Regions from separate parts of the Arachis hypogaea genome. Here region 2 is linked to region 1. The links are chromatin contacts, called in public Hi-C maps. All regions are on one chromosome and are shown on one strand. The core of a region is the stretch at or near the end of the contact, and the rest is flanking DNA. Distances in the headings are between cores, read along the strand shown. Region 1 overlaps LOC112727178. Region 2 overlaps LOC112727181 (a long non-coding RNA gene).

Region 1 (6,663 bases), core at 3,274-5,773:
TTCAAAAATTATCAGCACATAATCTAATTTAGCACACTTGAAGGATCTAAACTTTTATGCAGGAAATTTCTGAACCCACGTCGTATCCAAGCATAACTTATTTATCTTGCTTATACTCTTTCCATCTCTCTAAGTGTATTTTCTGTCCACCAACGACATCTCCATTACCTCAAAATCTTGTACCCCTCTTTAAAATCTACCATGCCCTCAGTGTTGACTCTGTCATTACTCCTCTTATTTGGATGAGTAATCTCATTAAAGTCCCCAAATACCATAATAATAGGGATGTTATCGTGATTCTTGATGCAGTTAATCTCCTCCTATACTACCTTTTGTTCATCCTCCCTCTCGGTATTTAGGGCGTACACAACCCCAATTAGTACTTGATCATCACTTTCATCTATGATACCCTTTATGACCTGTTGGATCTTAAAGAATGCCTTCTCCCAAACACATTATCCCCATTACTATTTTCAGCTGCAGCCATATTCCACTCATAGTCAATGTTGTCCATAACCATTTTATCTCAAAATCCTTCACCTTTGCTACCTTCGTTTTCATCAGGCCTAAAAATCTCACACAATTTTTGCTCACTATTTCTCTAATCATTCCCATTTTACCGCCATTCTCCAGTCCTCTACAATTCTATAAGAGAATCATTAGGCATAGTTAATAAATCACATGTCTCCTTAATACTCTGTTTTAGAATTTTTTTTGTATCGTGCTTTTGTCTCCTTTCTCTTCGTGCTTCTAGTCTCTCCATTCTCCTCTCTCAAGTACTTTTTTGCTACATTTTCTTCATGTGTATACAATTTCAATTTGTGTTCCCAAAGTTCATGTTCTATTTGCCTCCAAAATTTAGATATTCAATATCTTTTTTCTTTCTCAATATTTTTGTCTCTCCTTTCAATCTTTGTCCTACCTTTCTTTTTGGCATCTTCTTCTTCAAACTATTGTTCTTGTATTGGTTGCCTTTCTCTCTTCTTCACTTATATTCCTATCCCCTATCTCACGTGCCTCATTTTTAAACTTGGTGGTTTAGATGGGCCAGAGCCTGAGTCCCCTTCATTTCTAATCTCATTATAATCCTTATTCGCCCCATCCTTCTTTAAATATGCTCATTTTCTAAATATCTTATTTCATTATTTTCACTTAGCTCATTAAGTAGACCCAGATTAGGCTCTCTTACAACCTCTTTTATATCTCTATCATCTTACCAAGTTTGAGTTTTTGACTCATTAGTCCAAGTTTTTCTTCCTTTACTACCTAAATTTTGATTCTGGGCCTTGATGACATCATTAGTCCTTCTCCATCCATGCACAGCCATTTGCGATTTCACTTCTATCAACCTTCCCACTTCCATATTGTTGGCTATCCTAAGCATATCATCTTATTCACCGCCACTAGCCTCTGTCTACGTGCCAGTGTGCCTCGCTTTCCTTATTGTTTCATTGGACATATTTCTATCATTCTCACATACTATAGTGTCCTGCACACCCTTATGCTTCCCATGCATCCCTTGTCCTTTTATTGTCACTTTCTTCTCCATTAGCATAACCTATCATTAGAATGCGTATTCATTTGCCCTATCTTTCTTATAAATTACCTGAAATTCCTCATCATCAATCAATATATTCAAGTATGCTTGTATGGTGGGATCGAAACTTGAGTCCACTAACACCTTAAAGGAGTTATAATGTTAATTTTTCTATCTATCCACTTTTATCACTATCCCCCAAACTCCCCCTCTATATTATCCTTATTTCAAGCATGTATGGGAAGTCCTATGACTTCCACTTAAAGCCTCCTCGACCTATTTGTTTCTTTAGAAGTCCATCTTTTGACGTCTATGAAGTGATTTAGTAGAAAAAAAAAATTGTGCTGCTTCCTCCATATTTTTCTTATTGTCAAAAGTCATCACCATCTTTACCTCAGTCATGTTGTACCAGTTCCTCATCACTGTCTATTTCACCTCCAGAAAGTCTATTGGATTAATTGCTTCCTCAATTAGACTCTCTATTTTCTCAATCATTCCTCCATTACTATCTAATACCACATTTGATTTTTCACATTGTGTCATTGTCGTCTCTTGGATCTATCGTTCCTAGTCGTCCCCTTCCAAACTTGACCACATCCTTATACAATCTTTTTCTATTATATCTCCTTCTTTCATATCATTTATATCTTTTACTATGTTATTCTTCTGCTTGGGTCTTCTCATTCTTTTCATCTTTATTCATCTTACCCAATTTTACTCTTTTGTATCTAACCTCTGATAATCTTATCTTGTATCTCTGCACCACTCACCCGTCCAGTTTTTGAATGACATTCAGAGTACCAATTCTCATCGCAAACTTCACAAAAACAAACATTAGCAGGTTCCTCATCATCTTTTTCTTTGACAAGAACACATCCACTACTCTTCCTTCTCTTTCAAACACTTGCAGATCTATGCTACCATTGTATTTAGTGGTAGGTTGTTAGTGAATACAGTAATTGATCGATATTCTTGATCCCTAAGAACTTCTCCTACTCTCTTATCATTATTTGTGAGAGCCTCTGAGGTAGTAAACTGTGATGTGTGATTGGTTGGTTTGATCTCCAATAGATTTTAAGTCTTCTCCTAGTCACAATTTGTCACTTTTCTCGTTCAAATCCCTCACTTTCTCTTTGGTTTTCTCTCTATTTTTCTCTTTTCTCTCTCATCTTTCTATTCCACTTCTCGTACTGAAAGAAAAAACTCAACAGTACAAAAGTACCTTATTCGATAAATTCTCAATGACATCTATCTCGTCATTATATTTTTTACTTAATCTATAACTAATCTTATAAAAGAAATAATTTGGACTTATAAATTTGTGGTTAATTTTATTTATTCTCCATAATTTGTAAAGTTAAACTTTTAAATATTATTCTTAAACATGTTATTAGTTCTCTCAACTTTAGTTCTTTCCACAAATATTTTCACTCAAATGAATTTTGAAACATGAATAATGATATTTAATTTATTTAATATAAATTTCTTGAACTGCCAAAATATGTAGAATAAAATTACACAAACATGTTAATAGAAATGATGTAGATTCTTATTTATTATTCATTCTAATTCTACCTTCATCTGAAGATTTTATCTTTGACAATTTCTGTGAGTAACTTTAAATTATTATCATTATATAAAATTATTAAAGAGTGTAAATTATTGGCTAATTATATTAATTAATGATAGTATTTTATGCATTCAGGAAGACACGAACTTGTATATTCAATCCAGGAGAATATCCTCCAATGAAACCAGAAGATCTTCATAGTACTAACTTGGTATCTATATTGGCTGGATCAAAAGTGGTTTATTTTGATGGAAGGATGCTTGACACCGCTATTGTCATTGCTCAAGAGGTAATTAATAAGTTACATAATTAAGTTGAATCATGAAATGTTTTCAGCTCACGGAAAATTTTACTCACTAGATTAGTGATGATAATTTACTATTATTATATTACCTATTTAATTTGTGAATCACTAACTCTTAACAAAATATGTAATGTGTAAATAACCTTACTATTTTTTTAAATAACCTTACTATTATATTACACCGTTGAATAATTGTTTTATCGATGTAATTTATTTTGTGTAAAGCCTCTTTGATTAAAATAATTGATATACCTTTCTATATATCAAATTAACAATAGTATAAAAGTTTAAAATGTATATGAAATATGAAGGGTTAATGGTCAAATTAGTCTCCGAAAGATAGGTCAATCGTCATTTTTATCTTCGAATGATTTTTTTAATCAAATTAGTTCCCAAAAGATTTAACATTAATCTCGTTTGTCCTTCCGTTTCTGGGCTAACAGTTTTCGTCACTAGGTGTCCACGTAGAACGTTAAATGACAACTGAGTAGTGACAAAACGACGCCGTTCTATATCATTAGTGTGTTTTGAATAACTCAGCATTGTTTTATGCTATTACTGAGGTAATTCTTCCATTATTCTACCACTGTTCTCCTTTCTCCAAAAACTAACAAAAAGTCACCCAAAATAGAGTGAGAAGATAAAGCTGTTTCGATCACTGGAATGGCCGTGGAAGCAATAACCGGCGAAACCTTGTAAAACCCTAGCAACAACTATCCCGGCACAAAAATCCTCACCCGAAACCAACCAACATTCAACCCTAACCCCAGCAACTACACATTCAGACTAGAAAGAAAAAACCAGAAAAAAGGAAAGAAAAATCGACGTAGAAGGATTCGTACCTCTCACCTAGAGACAGCGCCTACCACGACGGCGCAGTAAGACCCTAGAAACCCAGACAAAGAGGAGCATTCGCATTCTGTATAGCGTCACCGATGATTGCTTCCTCCACCATTCCAATGATCAGAGCTTCTTTGTCTTCTCTTTCTATTAAGTGACTTTTCGTTACCCTTGAGTGAAAGGAGAAGACCCGCGGCCGTACAACGGTGCCCTAGAGATCGAGAGGAATAAGCGTAGTCACAATCTGTTATGTGTCGTTGATGATTGCTTCCTCTACCCTTCCAACGATTGGAGCCTGTTAGTATTTTCTGTGTTTCGTTTATTTTAAGTGAAAGGAGAAGAGAAGAGTGAGTGAGTAATTTCAGGGTGGAGCTGTAATTAAAACGGCATCGTTTTATCACTGAGTTATTACTTAACACTACACGTGGAAAATCGTTAACGGAACGGATTAAACATTTGAGGGAAGACAAACGCGATTGATTTTAAATTTTTAGGGACTAATTTAATTAAAAGAATTATTTGGGGATAAAAATTATGATTGGACAATCCTTCCAGAACCAATTTAACCATTAACCCGAAATATGAATGAGTTTTTAGAACAGAATCTTATTGATGTTTAATTTTTACAAAATTTAGTACAAATGATATTTATAGTAAGTAATTATATTTAACGATTGGATCGATAAAAATTATTTTTTTTATAAAGAGTTAAATTGAAACAATGTATGTGATTTAATATGTATGTGTAGGTATATAAAAGCTTTAGGTATCTAAAACAAAAGGATACACCCAACATTAGAAAGTGGAATAACAAGATATTCAATTAAATTAAACAAAATTTGTTATTTAAACATTATAAATCAATAATCATATATTTGTATAGATTTATGTATACTATATATATATTTTTTAAGTAGAATAATCAATTTTTAAAATAATCAAATTGTTCACTACAGATTAATCAAACATTTCTACAACGGAATAAACAAATTTTTCATAAACACAACAAACCAATAACCACTATGTTTTTGTACTTTTATTCTTATTTTTTAATTATAAATGTGAATCTAATTCGATTATATATATTATCTATGTGATGTTTGATTATAACCATGAATTTAATTTAATTATATTATTTATAAAATAATTAATTATATTGGTGCTGATTTTTAATGTATATTTAATATGGTTAAAAGTTAATTATTATGATGATATTTTAAAATGATCAAGCGAATCATTCAATAAATCTTAAAATTATTTGATTATATTTGACCATTATACAGGCATTTCAACAGAATATACCTATTTTAGTTGATGCTGAAAAACCAAGGGTAGGATTGGATAATCTCCTAAGATTGACCGATTATATTATATGCTCAGAAAATTTTCCACAGGTAATTAAGCAAAATATAATATCATGAAGTAGCTTAGCTTATATTATTGCTTGTGAGTTTTATAATAGTTTCAACTTTGGTTTCTAGCTAAAACAGAGAACTTGAAAAGAATATGACAAACATTCTATTAATACTAAAAATCTACCATCAAATAAGCTATTTTAAATTCATGTATATTTATTATATGTGTTTTACATATTTTGGAAGCAGATATATACAATAATTAATCACTAAAATAATTAAACTTTTTGTAACATAATAACCAAATTTTCACAACAAATAATTAAAATTTTCAAGAAAACAAAAAAGTTAGTCACCAATGTGTTTTTGTAATTTTATTTGTATTTTGATTATAATTGTAAATTTAATTTGACTATTTTGTTTTTGAAATTTGATCATAAATGTAAATAAGTCTGATATTATATATATATATATATATATATATATATAATTTAATTAGAAATGTTAATATAAAATTGTTTTATATTTTATATTAGTGGTTAATTGATAACTGATTTCTAGTGTCTATTTGACGTGTTTAAAATATAGATAATAGTTAATAAAATGAAAATATATGAGAGTATGAATTTCTTCTTTCAAATATGCAAAATAACATTAGTTTACTTTTGGTGAAAATTAGGGTACCTTTTCCCCATTCACAAAACTATTTTCTCATTAGTTAATATGAATTAATTATTTATTTGCTAATAATATAATAACATAGTTTTTTTTTTTATTCATCATATTTGACAGGCTTGGACAGAGGCATCAACTATCTCAAAAGCACTAGTTTCAATTATGTTAAGGCTACCAAAACTCAAATTTGTGATTGTAACATTGGGAAAAGATGGTTGCATAATGCTTGAGCGATGCGTGGATGGTGAAAATACATCTTTTTCTTTCCCCTTTTGATTAAGTTTTGAATTTTGTCTAGTTTAATTCATATGATAGAATAGAAGATTAATTAAGCACAAATTGTAGCTTCTAGTTCATTAGCAATATTTTCTATGCATCTAAT
Region 2 (6,766 bases), core at 1,090-3,589, 130 kb after region 1:
CAGATATTTATTTTACTTATATGGAAACAAGTTTCTGCTTTGTCACGACATGGCAGGGCCTTGGCAAGTGGTCTGGTAGTGCAGATCCACCCATCTTCTGTATTATTCAGGCAAAAACTAGAGTGTATTATTTTTAATGAACTTGTTCAAACTAGTAGCAAGTACGTTCGGAAACTAAGCAATATTGACTACCTACGGTTAATTGAGCTGGCTCCTCAATATTATGCTGTGAAAAATTAAATTCTTCATGGTTTTGCCAAATAGGTAATCAAAACTTTCTTTATTTTTGCATCTCATTTGTGCTTTGATAATTTTGGGCAATTATATACTTTTATTATGTTAAGCTTTTTCATTTTACATTCATAGAGAATAAAGCAACTTGCTAAAGTGGCCTTGAAATTCCCAAAAATTTCCTATGCCTTTGTCACCTTAACACTATGCTTGGCATATTAATGATGTTACGCTTAAATTGGAATAACTGTTGATATCAGCTTAGTAACAAAATGGATCTGATTAGCTTGTGATGTCCCTAGGTTTTCTTTCTTCCCAAAAATCCTAGCTCAATGGAACTAATAATCTCATGTATAGTCAAATTGCGTTGCACCTAATCTCAAGATGTGAAACATAATATGCTAATGATTATGCATGAGTTCAAACCCCTTCACTTGGAAAAATTAAAGAAATGATTTATACAAAATTTATCCATTCATTCCACATATAAATGACACTGAAATGATTGATTTTTATCGTAGGACATTTATCTATTACAGCAAGATCAATGAAAGCTTTAGAATATGTCTACTTTATCGATGTTGCCTATTGACTTTATATAAATGACAACAGTTTTAATGGCTTGTCTTTGCTATCATTACTTGTCTAAAACTATGGAAATGCGGCTTGATCCTCCAATGACATACACCTCTTACTGAGTTGTTCCTGCTTTATTTTCTACCACTGGGTGGTTACTGAGTGATGTAATTGCAAACCTTACTGTCGATAGCTACATTTGAGGTGGTGGATTAGCTTGAGCAAAGGAATTGAGTTAGACCAGTTAACAAATATTTTGAACTGTCCAATTCTATCAAACTTTAGGTGCTAGTGGTATTATGTAGATGCCTATTTGTCTAACTTATGAGTTCAATAATCATTGTGTAAAGCTATTTTTTTCTAGATCTGCATATTTATCTAATGTTGTATATTAATTTTAAGGGTAAAGTATGCTTTTTGTTTCTAATGTTTTCAAAATTTTTCAAAAATATTCCTAACGTTTAATTCAATTCAATTTTGTCCTTAACGTTTGAAATAACTTTCAATTTTACCCTTATCATTAATTTTTAGACGGTCAACCATTAGTCAACATTTTAATTCTAATTTTACCCTTTATTAATTCTTTTATTTTCAATGTCAATCCTAATAATTCAAAAAATTCACCCCTCTTAACCTTGAATACCACTCTTTTTGACCATTGCCAAACAACCCAAACACCCTTCACTGCCACTGTCACCAAGTTACAAAACCCATGTCATTGGTCCACACTTTTTTTTAAAGAAAGTTCAGTTATGTTCTTGTGTTCTTGACCTAAAATGAAAAAATTATAAAATGACATTGCTCTATTATCATGGTGCTATCATGTACATCCAGATTTGCTCTATTATAACATCATTCATAATCTAATAATTGTGTCTAACATGGCTACCCGAAAGGAAGCGTGGAAAGGAAACATTTTTTGTTTAATTTAATCTCTTTAATTATGAATGCATGATTTTTTTGTTTGTTTGAGAACAAACAAAAACTTAAGTTTGGTGTTGTGATGCATGACCATCATTTAGTAGTTTCCTAGTAATTATGTTAGTAAAGTTAGTGATTTCTCGCTATTTCTCTGGTGTTTTAGTCAAGATACTTTGAGTACTTTGATTTATGTGTTTTGTCAAAGATTATTGAAGATTATCTAAATAACAAAAGGAAACTCAGAAAGGCACTCAAGTCAGAGAGGACGCTAAGTCAGAGAGCAAGCAAAAACAAAGAAAGAAGTAAGCAGAGGCATGGCGTGCCACTTGCTTCACGCCAACCACACGCTAGGCCAAAGTGTAGAAAGCTACCTTCACTCTACCATCGAGGGAGTGGGACATGCCTCACGCTACTTCCACCCAGGCTCGAGGACGTCCCACGTCCTTCATGCCACACACGGCACCACCTTCATTGCCCATGCATGCGTCGCAGGCATGGCACACCATGCACGCCCCTGTTGACCTCTATCCTCCAAGCTTCACAGGCGTGCCACTAGCCCCACGTGACTCACGCCAATTCTATGCAACTTTCAAGGGCGTGCCAGGCGTGGCACGCTGAGCCATTGTCTAGAAACATCTCCCATTGCCTCCAGCTTCAACGACGTCGCACGCCATGCACGTCACTCACGCCAGCCCATGCAACCTTCGAATAAGTGGCATGTTGCACATGCCCACTCTCCTTCATCCTTCAAGGGAATGTCACTTGCCTCACGTGCTTTATGATCTCTAAACAAAAGAACCCTCGGAGGTGCACAATAAAGGTTGCAAACCTCACTCAAAAGCGAAGCCAATTCTCAAGCCCAAGATTGAGTGGAAGCCCCTAAATTTCTAAGGAAGCAACTCACCAAGGATCAAGTTCTAATCACAAGGAGAGTCACTTTTAATTTGAATTTAATTTGGAAAGATATGATTTGATTCTATTTGAGTTAAGTTTGAATATTAGGTTTTGTTTAGGTTTAAGTATAAAAGGATCCAGAGAACTATGGATAAAAGGACCTTTAGCTTATTCTGCATAATTTTGAATCCTTATTTTTGTTCTACATTATGAGTAACTAACCTCTTCAGTTAAATTGAGGAGCTCTGTTGATTCTGATGGATTGATGTTATTACTGTTCTATCTTTGATTATTGCATTGATGTTTTCTCAAGAAACAAGGTTTTTGTTCTTCATTATAAGGATATGAAAGTATTGGAAAATAACTCAAATTTTATTGAATTCTATATCAAACTTGGAAAATCTGATTTCTGGAATTGAGTGTGAAACCTCTTCTCATAATTCTTTAAGTTTCTAAAATTAGTTTCGATAAGTGGCATCTAATCAACTATAATTAATCTTTAAGAATTGTGTGGCATTAAATCAGACACTGTGCTCAACCTCTTATCGTAATTGATTGTTCAAGGAATTGACAGTTTGTTAAGTAAAGAGAAATTGAATTACCAAGAGATTGAGATTTAATTAATTATCATTTGCCATGGATGCATCGTTGCATGATCAAGATAGAAAGTAAAAAGAGTTTGTCATGAAGTCTTAACATCTCCAAAACCTTAACCTTTTTAATTATATTACTTGCTTTAATCATTACTGCTTGCTGCTTTTAAAGTTTCTGTTTGATCCTGAACACATCTCAAATCAAGTTTTCAATTGTCTAACTAGAATAATAAATTAACCATTACTTGCTTAGTCCGTTAGTACTCGTGAAAACGATAACCCATTCCCGTGGTATTACTTGATACGATTCATTGCACTTCGCGAGTTGTGGTTTTGAAAAAATTCCGTATCAGAACATCCTTTTCCTTGGCTAACCTAGCTATCATCAGGATAATTCTTCTCTCTAGGAATACATTTACCCTTATTAACACAATAAGAGTGACAATCAATTGGGCAATTAGCAATCAATTCCAATTAACAATCACACTACAGGAACAGAACATATTGACAATTAACAATCAAATAGGCAATTAATCAATTCTAACAGAATCTATAAGCAATTAACAATCAATTCTAACACAACCTATTATCTAATTCTAATCACACTATCACATTGACAATCAGGCAATTAACAATCACATTGTAGCAACGAATGCTGTTAACAATTAACAATCAACTAGGCAATTAACAATCAATTCTAACAAGAGTCTATTAGCAATTAACAATCAATTCTAACAGATAAATTATGTATAAGGACCAAGGTTCTGAAAATCGAACTGGTTATCAAACTGCTCTAGCTACTGGTTCAATGGTTCACTGGTCTAACTGATTCAACCGTGATTCAACCGAAAAAACTATTTTATAAGAAAATAATAAATAAATTATAAATAAACACCTTACATCATAATTACAGCTAGTACAATTGAATCACAAAAGATAAAACAACATCACATCACTATAAAAATCACAAAACACAACAGCACAATTAATCAATAATCATACAATCTAAACATAACTAAGTCATCAAGACAGTCACAATACAACACATTACTGTATAAAAATCACAAAACACAATAGCATCACAATAGAGCAGCCATAGTTATCAAAAATTAATAATCAATTAATCGTTCAATAATTTTTCTCAAGCATAGTTAAGTCATCAAGTCAGTCACAATCTAAATACATCACTATATATAAAAAAACACAAAACATCAGCACAATTTTAATAAAGACCTTACATCATAATTACAGCTAGTACAATTGAATCACAAAAGATAAAACAACATCATATCACTATAAAAATCACAAAACACAACAACACAATTAATCAATAATCATACAATCTAAACATAACCAAGTCATTAAGACAGTCATAATACAACACATTACTGTATAAAAATCACAAAACACAATAGCATCACAACAGACCAGCCATAGTTATCAAAAATTAATAATCAATTAATCGTTCGATAATTTCTCTAAAGCATAGTTAAGTCATCAAGTCAGTCACAATCTAAGTACATCACTATATATAAAAAACACAAAACATCAGCACAATTTTAATAAAGACTAACAAGGTTAACTAGTAAACTAAATCAACTAATCATTCAATGATTCAATCCAAAATAAGAAAAGAAAGTAACAAATGTACAATATAGCATCGGACCAGAGCTAACCATTCAATGATTCAAATTTCAATCTGAGTACTACTAGCAGAATCCCAAACAAATATCAATGATTTTAGCAAAGAATGAAGAAGAATAGATAACGAAAATTAAAATCAACTAAAGCCATTGCCTTCGTTCTGAGCAGTCTGAGCAAACAATACAATTCAATTACAATATCACAGTAATCCATAGCAACCCACAACAACCCATTCCAACTAGTAATCTCAACAGTTAAAATTATTCAAAATTATTCAACCCAGTAACAAGTAACAACAGCAAGGTTCATAGATTAACTAACAACATCTATTCAAAATTATCCACAATCCTAAATCCCAGTAATGAAAAATCATAGTTCATCAATTAACTAACAACAATTAGTCAATTATAGTTAAAAAAAACCTAGAAGCTAGAACAGAGCAGACTGAGTTAGAGGGAGACAAGGAGCACGACCGAAGGGCTAACACGGCTGAAGGGACAAGAGTGCATTGGAATAGAGCTGGCGCCGACAGAGGAGACAAAGTTACGACGGTGGCTTCGCGATGGAGGGTAAGAAAGCTGTGACGGTGGCTAGACGGAAGTGAGGGAGTGAGGGAGGAGCTCAATGAGAGGAAGGAGAAGGAGAGTGGCTGAGTGTGAGACAAGCTCGATGATACTCTCATCCATACCTAATAATTACCACCAATCCAACAACAATACAGTGGAAGTGTGGAACAGAGATGGCCGTGACGGGAAGTGGTTGCGCGACGGACAGTGGCTGCGTGAACAGAGCTGGCGGTGGCTGGAGTCTGGACATTGGCTGAACGGAGGTTGCGCCGGTGGCCTTGAACAGCTTGAAGTTGCAATGGTGGTGGTGGCTTCGGAAGTTGCGCCAGAAGTTGCTTCACGTTCTCCTTCTATGCATTGTGGACTGGAAACTGGAGAGTAGAGGGGTACTGGGGTGATGGTCACTGGTTAAGGAGTTAAGGTTCCAAAATCCAAACACAAAGTGACGAAACACTGCATTTTTTTGCAAAATTTAGAAACTGACCCGGTCACGATTCGGTTCGGCGATCCATAACCAGTTTCTTAATCTACCGGTTTCTGCTTCTGTCCAAACCGTCTTTAGCAACGGTTTCTGATTTGACTGCCAGTTCGAACTGATTTTCAGAACCTTGATAAAGACCACACCATTATTGTTGCAAAAAAAAAATGACTTGACCATTATAAACAATGGTAATTTATGGACCCTCAAAATTGAATTTGAAAATAACGTGCATCCCATTATAAACGGTTATCAAGTGAGAGATTTCTGAATAGTTTCGTTAAGTTGGAATGATTTTCACAAAATATTTTTATTAGCAGAATCGTAATATCATAACCACAAAGTAAACTAAATAACTAAACACCAATGTCCAAACATTTTCATTCCAAATTCAAAATTAGCAAACAAATACAAAATCTGCAATCAACAGCATAACTAAATTAGTAATTAGCAAAGTTCTCATTCAACAAATCCAAATCTTCAATTCAACAAATTGACAAATTCAGGTCTCATCATAAATTCATAACCAAGCAATTAGTCAATTACATTACATACATAGCATCATAAGAGATTAGAGCTTTCAAACACACACAATTAACTAATCGTTTTTAACTAAATCATTTTGACCACATTAAAAACTAAATTAACCAAATCACATTTTTTATGAACAACAGATTAACAACGAAAAGAGTAAGCAAGAAAAATTAAGTAACCTTCGGTGGTCTTCAAACGAGTAGAGTATGAAAGAGGAGAAAGAATGTGACGCGGAGAAGCTAGCGGCACTGCGTCCTTCTCCTTATGATTACAACGCGGAGAACTAGCAGAATATGAGGGAGAGGAAGCAAGACCGTTGGCGACGAGCA

What was found. Hi-C and Micro-C count contacts between places; a contact is called where the count stands out from the background.
Region 2: a Hi-C map of an unstated tissue shows a contact between it and region 1, with 2.5 times the contacts expected there. The contact joins two enhancer-like sites. A contact is called at or near these places in 2 of 8 Hi-C or Micro-C datasets (leaf and an unstated tissue).

What each region holds. Positions count from the first base shown.
Region 1 is chr12:24,912,023-24,918,685 of arahy.Tifrunner.gnm2.J5K5, forward strand. LOC112727178 reads left to right here. Exons shown (of 11, transcript XM_025776850.3): 6 at 3,243-3,396; 7 at 6,399-6,525. Among protein-coding and RNA genes, the nearest start is that of LOC112727178, 10 kb to the left of the region's middle. Within about 2 kb of position 4,524, at least 2 of the 3 cell types and tissues checked have open chromatin away from gene starts, as enhancers often do.
Region 2 is chr12:25,040,427-25,047,192 of arahy.Tifrunner.gnm2.J5K5, forward strand. It overlaps LOC112727181 (a long non-coding RNA gene), which reads right to left. Exons shown (of 3, transcript XR_011868424.1): 1 at 6,617-6,766; 2 at 5,910-6,032; 3 at 5,099-5,814. Among protein-coding and RNA genes, the nearest start is that of LOC112727181, 3.7 kb to the right of the region's middle. Within about 2 kb of position 2,340, at least 1 of the 3 cell types and tissues checked has open chromatin away from gene starts, as enhancers often do.